Linked DNA regions of Mus musculus: all the other regions are linked to region 1. A link is a contact called in public Hi-C data. All regions are on one chromosome and are shown on one strand. The core of a region is the stretch at or near the end of the contact, and the rest is flanking DNA. Distances in the headings are between cores, read along the strand shown.

Region 1 (3,511 bases), core at 944-3,443:
CCTGGTAGCCCAGCTGCGGGAGCCCATTGAGGCCGAGCGGCTGGTAGATGGCGGGTGCTGCGGCGGTGGCCGGGGCGGCCGGCAGGCTGTCCCGGGGTAGTAGGCAGGAGCCGGCGGCTGGGGGCTTGCACGGCAGTGGCGCGAACGAACCCTGCGTGGGCGGCGCGCCCTCCGCTTTGTACAGGATGCACTCCAGCGCGGAGCCGGAGGAGGACGCTGGCGACACCGCGGCGCTGCTGGGTCCGCCGGCCACCGCCGCTTCTCCGGGCCTGGAGGATGGCGCTCGCTGCGGCGCGGGTGCCAGCGGGAAGTCTGGGAAGGTGGAGGAGCTGGCTCCAGCCGACAGGTAGGGGCGCGGCGAGCGCACAGCAGCATCCGCGCCCTCCTCCTCCTCCTTGATCTTCAAGCCAGGCGTCTGGAAGTCGCCGTAAAGAGGGAACACGTCCTCTTTGGGGTCGCCTTCCAGAGGGTAGGTGCAGTCTGGGAAGTCACCGCAGGGCACCGGCGGGGATGGCGCGGAGGGCGAGCCCCTAGGCGGGGCAAAAGGGCCCTGGGCTGTGGCCCCGCCGTCGTAGCTGTCCCCCTCCAGCAGCTGCCGGGTGCGGGCGGCCAGGAGTGCGTGGTTCAGAGGCAGGATGGGCACATGGATGAAATCCACCACTGTGGTGGCCAGTGGGGAGCGCCCGGGGGCAATGGGAGAGTCTTGCTCCAAGGAGACCCTAGGAGCAGAAAACCGTGAATCTTCCTTTGGGACCAGAGTGACACCGCCTGGGGCCGCTGAGGCCGCGTTGGCTGCGACTCCTCCTCCGCTGCCGGTGCCTTCCAGTGCTCGAGGTTTGCTCTTTAGAAGCGGAGCTGCAGAGCCCTCGGTCTCCAGGCCACTGTCCTCTTCCACCTCCCCTGCAGCTGGCTGCGGGGACGGCTTCACCCCTGCCCCGGGCCAGTGAGCACTCCCCGAGGTAGGGAGCAACAGCTGCCTGGGTGGTGACAGTCCTTTGGGCAGCACCTTCTGTCCTGCTCCTGTCCCGGAGCTGTCGCCAGCCTTGATCTCTGGCCGACTCATGAGCGGGGACAACAACCCTTTGGTAGCAGGGACACTGCGGGGGTCTTCTGGAAGCTCTGGCCCAAAGAGACACCAGGAAGTGATGGCCTCGCAGGCTGGAGGGCTGGCGTGACTCTGTTCGGTCCCGGAGGGAGTCAACAACGAGTCTAAGACACTGTCTAAGAGTCTGCTGTCCTTCTCCGGGGCTCTGGAATTTCTGCCTCCTTCCCTATGAGTGGCTTCTACCCCAGAGAAAGCTCCCTCCACGTCGGACAGCGACTGCTGGTCCCCTGTCTTTCCGTCTGGGAGCTCGGGACCCCGGCAGGACCGAGGAAAAAGCAGCCCGTCCAGGGAGATCGGTATAGGCGAGACTACAGACGACACGTCCGAGTGCTGGCTCCCTTGGAAGGGACCTGAGTCCAAGCGTGCAAGCAAGGGGGACCCGATGTGTGGGGGGGAGGGCGAAGCGCCAGACGTGTGGAGAACCTGCGGATCCTTTGCCTGCAGCTCAGTCATGACGACCCAAGCTCCCCTTTTCTCCTCCCCTGTCTCCTGGGAGGAGGGAAAAGGGAAGGAGGAGGGGGTGCCGGTGATATAGGGGCAGAGGGAGGAGGAAGTGGGTGTAGAGTCGCAGGACCCGTGGGATCTCCACCTCCTGGTTGGGAGGGGCGGTCTTGGTCAGCTCCTGTCCTTACCCTCCACCCAGACGCAGAGGAAGGGTGGTAGTCGCGCTGTCCCGGTCGCGGTGGGGTGAGGACAGGAAGAAGTAGCTGGAGCAAGCTGGTCTGGTCTGAGAACTGGGAGTTATTCGAGAGACTTTTTTTCGTGTTTCTTCTTGAATGGGAGACCCGGAACTGGTGTGGCCGGTGCTGAAAAAAAGGACTCCCGCTATCTCCGGACTTCTTATGTTTGTTGAAACCTAGACATCCTAGGAAGTTTGCTTTACAGTCCTCACCAAAAACCTGGGGCTAAGACGTAGCCCATTCTTACTCGTTCTCCTGCAGCGACAGTCTCTATGGCTCCCTAGGTTCTCTACAATCCCAGCGAGTTCTGGTTGCAGGTTGCTCTAGTAAAGCTAAGAGAAGTTAGCAGAATGTCAGAATCCTCGCACCCGTAAATACTACAAAGACTGATAGTGACAGTCTAGACTGGCTCCATAGCTTTCTAGCAAGCGTTGGCGCTCTAGGAAGGCCCGCCCAAAGCCCCTCCCTAGCCAATCACTGGCTAGATCTAAATCTCTGGCGTTGGAATTCCAGCTACTCACTAGTCTGATTCCACCTGGAATATCAGATGCTTTGAGAAGAAATCTAAACATATCAGAATTTGTACTGAATTAAGAAGCATGCCAGCCCCACCCTATAAAAAGCAAAGTTGTTGTAAAGATTTCAGGATTTGAAAATATTTGTAAATATTCAACACAGACAGTGACATATCGTGACATTTTATTTTTTGTATAAAAGGTATAAAATGATCTCAAGTATTTTCATTTTATTACGTGTATATGTCTCTGGGAGTGTATGTTACATGGTTATATAGTTGCTCAGACGTCAGCAGAGAGGGTGAGAGCCCTCAGAGGTGAAGTTGCAGGTGCTCTGATATAGGTGCTGAGGTCCTAACTGGGGTTCTCTGCAGGAGCAGCAAGTGCTCTGTGTGTATATGTGTGAGTGCTTGCATGTGTCGCGTGCATATGGTAGTCTAAGACTAGCCCCAAAGAGTGGATTTCCTCCTTGAACCATGCAGATTCTGGAGATAGAACTCATCCTGAGTTTGACACTGAACAACCTTACTGGCTGCCTGTCCAGCCTTCCTCTAACACGCTCAAACTATTCTTGTGACAAGTGGGCCACCAATGTGACTTAGCAGTTAAGGATGGAAGACAGTTGGTAACACATCGCTGCCTGTATGGGGAGTTTGGACATTGAGTGTCATATTCTGTTTGTTCTGATTTTCATGAGGTTCTCTTCAGTCCTTACTAAATATCTACATCACATATTAAGTTTTCCACTGGGAAAGCTAAATGGCATTTTCTCCCCTCTATGTTTCTCTACTCTTAGAATAATTACCATTGAGCTTTAAGAATAAATCACCTTTAAAGTCATGAGAACACTGTGGAGGGGAGAGAGTAATATGATTTATTTTATACACCGTCATAAGCTGTCCACTCTCAAGCCCAGTCAGTGGATGCCGTGACACATCGCTATTCAAAAGTGAGTTAGTCGTTTGGGAAATGCCTTTGAGTGTTTCCAGGCCATTTTAATGCTGAAGCCTGCAGTTATTCTCAGCCAGGTCTAGAAGATTTGTGAAAGGCTCCAAAACTGCAGAGATGGCAGAGCTGCTGGAGGCAAGGTGCCTAGATGTCAATCACCAGGGAGGTGCTACATAGTCGTGAATTGCTGCTGTTACACTGGACCATTGGGCTTGGGTGTGGACTATTCCAGCAATGAGATATTGCTGACTAATTTTAAATGT
Region 2 (3,619 bases), core at 247-2,746, 140 kb after region 1:
GGGAAGCTGTAAGCATAAAAGAGTGAGGAAGTCTATGGTTTCAGCACAAAAGAGGAGTTCATACCATATCAAAAAATGGGATGTCCAATGCTAACACCAACAGATGTGAGTAGAATATCTCCTGGTGTTTCCCTTGGATCCCCATTCCTTGTGATTGGCATTAGAAGAGTTTGGAAGAAGCCCACAGAATGTAGAGTGGGAGGTAAATGGAGTTTATTAAGGTGGATCAGTCTCAATGGTGTAAGAAAGGGAAATGATCAGATCATCTGTTGCTCTGTCAACATCTTAAACAGAGGTTATACTAAAGTCTCTATAACAGACAGTTTTCCCCAAAAGGCATTTCCATGCCCAAATGATTGACAAAACATTGGATTAACTGGTAAGGGAGGAGACATTGCTATGTCATACTTTATCATAATGCTTTTGGCTAGATAATAATCTTTCTTATGACCTTCCATGAAGCTCAAAATGTCACGTCTCCACCCAGGGCCAGATATGTTACACAGATGCCATTCTTGTGACAGATACTCAAATCCTGCAACTTCAGTTCTTTTTTTTCCCCAAGTTGCCATTCCCAGTGATCTCTTACACTGATAAGAGCTGACTACCTACCTAGCCACAGTTTCTTGCTAGAAAGATTAATTTATGCATATGTTGTCCACATACTTAAACAAATATGGAAATTAAAGCAATGTGGTAGGTAATAAGACAGACGAATATATGAAAAGCTTCAGGTGAGAGTAATAGAGAGAGGCTGGCAACATGGATTTATAAATAAAAAGCCCTGATTCTACAAGCTTGAGTCTGTTAACCTGAGTTCAATTCCCAGATTTCTCAGTGGAGAGAGACAAATCCTGAAATCATCCTCTGACCTCTACACATATGCAGTTATACAAATGTGCCCTTATTCTCTCTCTCTTTCCCTCCCCCCTCTCTCTCACACACAGATCCCACAAGCACAAGAATGATAAATAATAACCAAAATCTAAAGACGGAATAGTGGAACTGAGGAGAGGAGAGTGTTCACAGAAAGAAGAAATTAAATGGGGAAATGACATGTCTTGTTCTGCCAGTGTCTGGAGCTCACATAAGAGAAGTGGGGAACAGAGTCTATACAGGAATCAAGCCAGGTGGGGTTGTGGTGGCCATGGATTCTAAATATCAACCTGAGGCACTGAGTCAGATAGCAGATGTTTTCTGATTTGTGAACTAATTTCCTAGAAAAATTTGACAAGTACAGAGCTAGAAATCACACTTGGTCACACATGTAACAATCTGTTTTCATTAAAGAGATGAAATCTTTATGACAGAAGACCTTCAGATCTGTGGGTCATCACAGCCATGGCTCACAGCACTGGCTTCATCCAATTACAAAATGTGAAGTCACTGTGAACTTGCAAGACAAAAACGAGAGGTCATCTGGCACATTTAACGCACAGCATGGGAAATGTTGAAACACTTTTCACTGCATGTCTGTTTGAGAAACACCACCCCAAGTCCACAGAAGAGCATCTACAGGGAGGAGCAGTGAGTGTTTACCAAACGTCCCTCTGTGGTAAGACAGAATAAGCCAGCAGCAAACTCAGGGTGCTAGGTACCTAGTGACACATCTCTTCTGTTAGAAAGTCAGTACTCCACAGCCCCCAAAATGTTAGTGGCTAATGTTGTACTGCATTTCAGGGTAGGAGCTTTTTTTTTTTGGAAACAAGAACAGGCCTCATGAAATTCATCAGGTTACTAAGACTGCATGATCCAGAGCAGCACGGGATTCTTCACAGGAAAAATGTGTGTACAACCCCTTCACAATACAGAGAGCATTCTGAAAAAAGTATGGCTGTCAAATGTCAGTCTCCCTTTTTTTTTTTGTGAGATTTCATGATCATAAAAGTAAAATCTTATTTATTTCTGCTAAATTCAGGGGGCAGGGAATAGTCCCCAACTAAGTAGTAGCTTTCAGTAGATGCTGAGGATGGCAGGAGTCATGGTCTTCAGTTATATACCAAAATATGAGTCCACCAGGCTTCAGTGGACAGTTCTAAACTCATGGTCACATTGACACCCTTGCTAGAACTGTTGGGTCATATAATAAAACAAAATTTCACTCATGTCAAAAGTGGTTTGTTAGGAGAAGAGATTATGGATGGTGTGAAACAGAAATAAGATGTAGAAGGATTTGAGAATAATTAGAATGGATTTTATCTATGTATGAAATTATCAGAATACATTTAATTAACTTATAAATAAAATAGAACACAAATCACCAAAATACCACAATGCAGCTACTGTTCTGCTCTCTCAGGATTTAAGTTTACTGATGAATTTGCAAAAAATTAGTGAATTTTCATTTCATTGTTTGTGAAATTGCAGGTATGAACAGACACAATCAAAGCCAAGACAATTCCTATGGTGTGAACACCCCCTTTATTCAGTGTTTGGTGCACAGCATGGCACTGTCATACCCATTATGAAAGATGTGCTTAGCTTTGCACATGGAGAAGGGGAAATGTGCTGTGGGAGGCCAAGGCTGAAGAAAGACTGAGGATGGAATGGGCGCACATGTGCTGTTACCTAAGCACACAGTTTCATGTGAACAAGCCAGATCAATCGTGGAACACTCTTGGAATGACCAGAGACCTTAGAAACCAGGTGAAGAAGGCTCCCCTTTACAGTGGGCAGCCAGCAAGGAGCCCAGCACTGTGCCTGGGGAGCAAGGCCACTGGGACTGAGCATTTCTCTGGCAGATCTTGTGTGTAAATGTTGGCCTAACACCTCCAAGTGCCCTGCAGACCAGTTATAGTGAAACAAGGAGATGTGGATGGAAATTATAAGACAAAGGCAGCTTTATGTTCCTTTAAGGGATGCTAGGAGTTGAAGCCAATGTCATTTTTTTTTTCTATTTTACATGATAGATAAATGTATACATATTATCTTTTTTTCATTACCCTTCATTCTGTAAATACTGATTTATTGAGTATATTTTATTTAGTTCACCAGTCATGAGTACCTATGTTATGTTAAACAATTATCTACACATATTTTTTAGAATGAATATACTAAGCACTACAGCTAAGCTGTGAAATTTCCCAATGGTTCTGAATTTAAGATGTTGGTCAATTTTATGTAAAATTTGGGGTACTCATAATATTTCGTGTGGCTTGTTATTTAGACCTAATGAAAAGGGCTTGCCATGTTCCTAGAGACATGTAGGCAATGGGATTTTCTTTCCATTATGACCTTGAAGTTAGATTTGAAAAACTGCCTTAGGCATTTGTCTTCTCCCAGTAATTCTTCTGGAATCAGGTAGAAGTTAGCATACTGCCTGTTCCACAGTCCCTCCTTTTAGGGGTGAATGGGGCTGAGCTGAGAAACACATTCTAGTAAATATTTTGTCCACATACAGACCTCACTTTGCTTTTTAAAGACACAGAAATCTCACCAATGTGCACGTCTTTGTTTCCTCTTTGACACAGCTCTTTTGTATCGAACACAGTGCCAACCACATGTTTAACTATGGAAGGAGGCAACTGAAAGTAGAAACAGAAATACCATGGAAGTCACCATCATAGAGGATGCTGTAACTGCAAATTTGGGTTTATGAAATTATTGTTGTCTTATAGAA
Region 3 (3,828 bases), core at 345-2,844, 170 kb after region 1:
AGGAGTCATGACCCACAGCCACTTTAGAGGATTTAAGGACTTCACATAAACGGTTAACTGAAGAACACTGTACCTGTCTCCTGAACGTGCTTTTGATATTCAAATAACCATAGTGGTAGTGGAAGAAGTGTGTGGAGTGAAAGAGTTTAAAAAGATTACCAGCATGATACTCATGTTTCTGCTGGCTTAGTCCTAACACATGGTGGCGTGCAGGGAATGGTCTTTGAATCACATTGGCATGCATTTTGGAGCTAAGTGTGAAAGGATCAGTATTGGCTCAAGACTCCCAAGATCAAATTGCCAATAAAAAGGAGATTTATTTGGCCCAGAGGGACAGAGGGCAGGGGAAGGGGAACAAGACAGGAGATAGAGGACAGAGGAGAAGAGAAAAGGAACAAAGGAGAGGAGGAAGTATTATTAGTGCCAGAGAGGAGAACAAGGACAAAGGACTGTCTCTGGATAAGGAGGGGACAGGCGTGGCCCACAGACAAATGGCAGTTTATAACAATGAAGGGCAAATCCTGTGTTAAGATGAGGTGTTTAATTTAAACTTAGCCTGTTAGTTATGTGATCAACTGGGGTTTTTGGTTGCTGGACTTCAATATTTTGATAGCTGGACCTTGGTAGTCAGCCTCAGGAATAGGAAGTGACCAAAGGAATAGACCTTTATTTGGAGTTAGCTTTAGGAATGTAATCTAATGGTGTTTGTTTGTTTGTTTGTTTGTTTGTTTGTTTGTTTTTTAGCAAGGTGGAAGAAATGGTAGAGAAGTGAAGAAGGGCAAGGCCTGCCAGAGCCATTTTTCTATGCTCAAGCTGCCTAAAATCCCTTCGTGCATTCAAATAAGAGAGAGAGAGAGAGAGAGAGAGAGAGAGAGAGAGAGAGAGAGAGAGTGTATGTGTGTATGGATTGGAGCCAAGCCTCTATGTCAGACATGCGCTCAAATGCTGCTGTCATTATAAGCCCCGAACTCTTGTCCTGTGGTTCTCCATTTCAATAAACAGAATTTGACGTATTAAAAGATGGCATGTTTACACTGCAGCATGAGATTTGAGTCTGAATGTGCTTGTGACACGTCTGTGAATCCATGTTGGACAGGCAGAGACAAGAGGGTTGCCGGGCTTTGTTCACTGGGCAGCCAGTCTACAGGAACTGGTGACCTTCAGCTCCTGTGATAGAGACTGTTGGGAAAGCTAAGGTGGAACGTGACTGTGGAAGACATACAGTGTTGACCTATGGTTTCCACACAAGCATGCAGACACAAAAGAAACAAGTAAAAATGTATTAATCACTTAGACATACTGGGCTCTGGGAAACAGATCCAAAAAAAAGTTTGACGGGAGGGGGAGGGGAGGGGGAGGGGGAGGGATGTTAACAGGCTGATAGAATATTTATGTACAATGATGTGACTACCATATTTTGGGAGTCAAAGCATCTTTTAAAAGCAATTAGCAAAGACAGAATGGGAAAATAGGGTCCTCTTTTAATTCAGGAAATCTGATGACTCATTCTTTGTACTGTTTGCCAAAACCGCCTAATGGATGGGATGTCACTAGTCATGATTCAATGTTGTGATGTAATTTAAGGAACAGAGTTTTGATTCAAAGGGTGATCTGTGGTCACCTAAACCTTGCCACCACCTGGTATGCAACTTGAGACAGGTCACTTCCCTTCTCTGGCAAGAGTTTCCTCATTGTTATAATAAGGACTTCACCAGGCAAACCATAAGGACATTTCTACAGCAGTTATGGGGGAGAGATAGTTCAGTGGATAAAACACTTACCCTACAAATGTGAGAACTGAAATCCAGATCTACAGCCCATGTAAATGGTGAGTGGATAGAGGCTGGCCTGTAGTAATTCCAGACTCAGAGGGCAGAGCCGGGATCGCAGAGCAAGCTGGCTATCAAGAGCAGCCACATTGGTAAGCTCTGAGTTTGGCTGACAAACCCTGCCTAATGGAATAAGATAGATCAACTGAGGATGATTCTGAACACAAACTTTGGGCTTCCCCTTACATGTGCACACAGGTGCACATGCACCCACCTCCCCACATGCACATATAAAACATGCACATACATACAGGTACAGTCCATATACAAATACATAAAAATGGAATTTTTATTTTAATGGAGTAATAACATCCTAGATAGGTATTCCTTTGTACTCCATTTTTTTTTCATTTTTACTTTGTCATTCACAGCAAATACTTTCTCAGGTTTAGTGGACAGACCTCACACATGCAATGACATGATGTAAGTAAAGGACACTTAATGAGGGTGACATCTGCTTAAGAAGTTACTCTTACCCCATACACTGAAGCAGAGAAGGAGAAGGCAGGATAAAGTTGTTTGACCCTAAAAGACAATCTTTTATTATTCCTTTTGTCAATAAGCATGTTAGTGAGATTCAAAAAGAAATCAATCCCGAAGGATTCCAGTGGGATTTGTCTGAGCACCCGTTTACAGAACGTCACTTCTCAGGAATCATAGATCAAGCCTTAATGCTTTGTGTTTTAGAAGGATACATTCCTTAGTGAGTTTTAGGTCTTGCTGTTAATTTTGGGTAAAAGAACTTTATCAGGCCTGGATTACGGAAAAGTTTCCAAAGCCTGAGAATATTTTTTTCTCCTTCTGGTCAATGAGAGTAGTGGCTACAATATGTAGTTCACTTTCGGAAACAACCAACTGGAGAGAAGAAATCATACAATATGCTTCTCAGATTACTTCATGGCAGAGAAGAGAAAACAATTACCTACAAGCTCCTATGTCATTTTGTAAAAAATAAAAAGCTTGTTCTAAAGGACTCAGAATCCCCCGTGTTCCTGTGTTGCTGTAAGATGAATGTGTAGGCATGATATGGGTTTTACTGCATCCCACAAAAGGGATGAATAAAGAATGGGCTGTATGGGTATACAGATGGATACCAGCATGAAGTAAGTTACTCTCAGGGTGCCTCAGAGCCCAGAAAGCATGCATTCTGTGACAGAAACTAGACTAAAACAGAAGGTCCAGGATCTAAGTAGTTCTTTAACAGCTTCTAATATGCATTTAATTTTCTGGGATCTAATGAGAGGGTGTTCCTGTCCTTATGTGGTTTGATGCATAATGAAGCTATCTACTTTATCTACTAGAAGCCCAGAAGACCTGAGTTTTATCTGAAGTCCTTCAGTAAGTAGGCTTTTCATTATAAAGAGATCACATGTCTTTAAAATTAGTATGGAAAGAGGAAACTATTTGAATGTATATTGCAGGTACCTTCCTCCTGAGATAATAAATACTAAGTATTGTCTCTTTCAGCAAAAACTTAGTCACATATGATATTCAGCACAGACAAGGAATACATCTGAAATCAGGCTTCTATAATGAACTACAGGATAAACAACTTTCTAGTTTGTCCAATAGATGATCCACAGAGGATGGACCTAAACTCTGCCCTGTTTGATGTGTCCCTTGTGAACAGTTTGGATCCAACCACAAGGTCATGATAAACTGTCCTTTCCTCTAAAGTGTGGACAGCCCGGCACAGCTGAGCACAAAGCCTTGTCCTTACACTGAATACCCTGGCCACTATATTTTGTTGCCTGCACACCCACTGCCTGGAGCTGCTTTCCAGCCTTGATCGGATGCCTTCTCTTGGCAGTAATGGGCTTGAGTATCAGCTTGATATTTGTCTGCCCCCCAACCCCGTGCTGTGTTTATACCATGTAGAATTGAATGCCACATTTGTCAACTGATTCAAAGCCAAGAGATCTTTTGGCTTCTCTGATCACCTTTTCTTGGCTAAGGAAAAATAAGTACAGAGGCAGAATCAAACAATCTTTCATGTATT

The links. A called contact is a pair of places that touch in the nucleus more often than the background predicts.
Region 2: a Hi-C map of uterus shows a contact between it and region 1, with 3 times the contacts expected there. The contact joins the enhancer-like site here to the promoter of Pgr in region 1. A contact is called at or near these places in 3 of 39 promoter capture datasets (cancer-associated fibroblasts, hematopoietic stem and progenitor cells and stem cell-derived epiblast-like cells), 6 of 484 Hi-C or Micro-C datasets (all in uterus) and 5 of 115 datasets of contacts at active chromatin or transcription factors (embryonic stem cells and epiblast stem cells).
Region 3: a contact with region 1 is called in a Hi-C map of uterus. The contact joins the enhancer-like site here to the promoter of Pgr in region 1. A contact is called at or near these places in 4 of 39 promoter capture datasets (cancer-associated fibroblasts, epiblast stem cells, stem cell-derived epiblast-like cells and 1 more), 6 of 484 Hi-C or Micro-C datasets (nephron progenitors and uterus), 2 of 115 datasets of contacts at active chromatin or transcription factors (both in embryonic stem cells) and 1 of 9 other capture datasets (embryonic stem cells).

What each region holds. Positions count from the first base shown.
Region 1 is chr9:8,898,515-8,902,025 of GRCm38.p6, reverse strand. Pgr (progesterone receptor) reads right to left here and starts at 2,193. Exons shown (of 8, transcript NM_008829.2): 1 at 1-2,193. The coding sequence starts at 1,558.
Region 2 is chr9:8,755,323-8,758,941 of GRCm38.p6, reverse strand. No RefSeq gene overlaps it. Among named protein-coding and RNA genes, the nearest start is that of Gm32014, 16 kb to the right of the region's middle. Within about 2 kb of position 1,496, at least 4 of the 459 cell types and tissues checked have an H3K27ac peak or open chromatin away from gene starts, as enhancers often do. A contact at or near this core is called in uterus, where this site is marked.
Region 3 is chr9:8,729,082-8,732,909 of GRCm38.p6, reverse strand. The region is part of intron 1 of Gm32014 (predicted gene, 32014); the gene reads left to right. Among named protein-coding and RNA genes, the nearest start is that of Gm32014, 10 kb to the left of the region's middle. Within about 2 kb of position 1,594, at least 9 of the 459 cell types and tissues checked have an H3K27ac peak or open chromatin away from gene starts, as enhancers often do. A contact at or near this core is called in uterus, where this site is marked.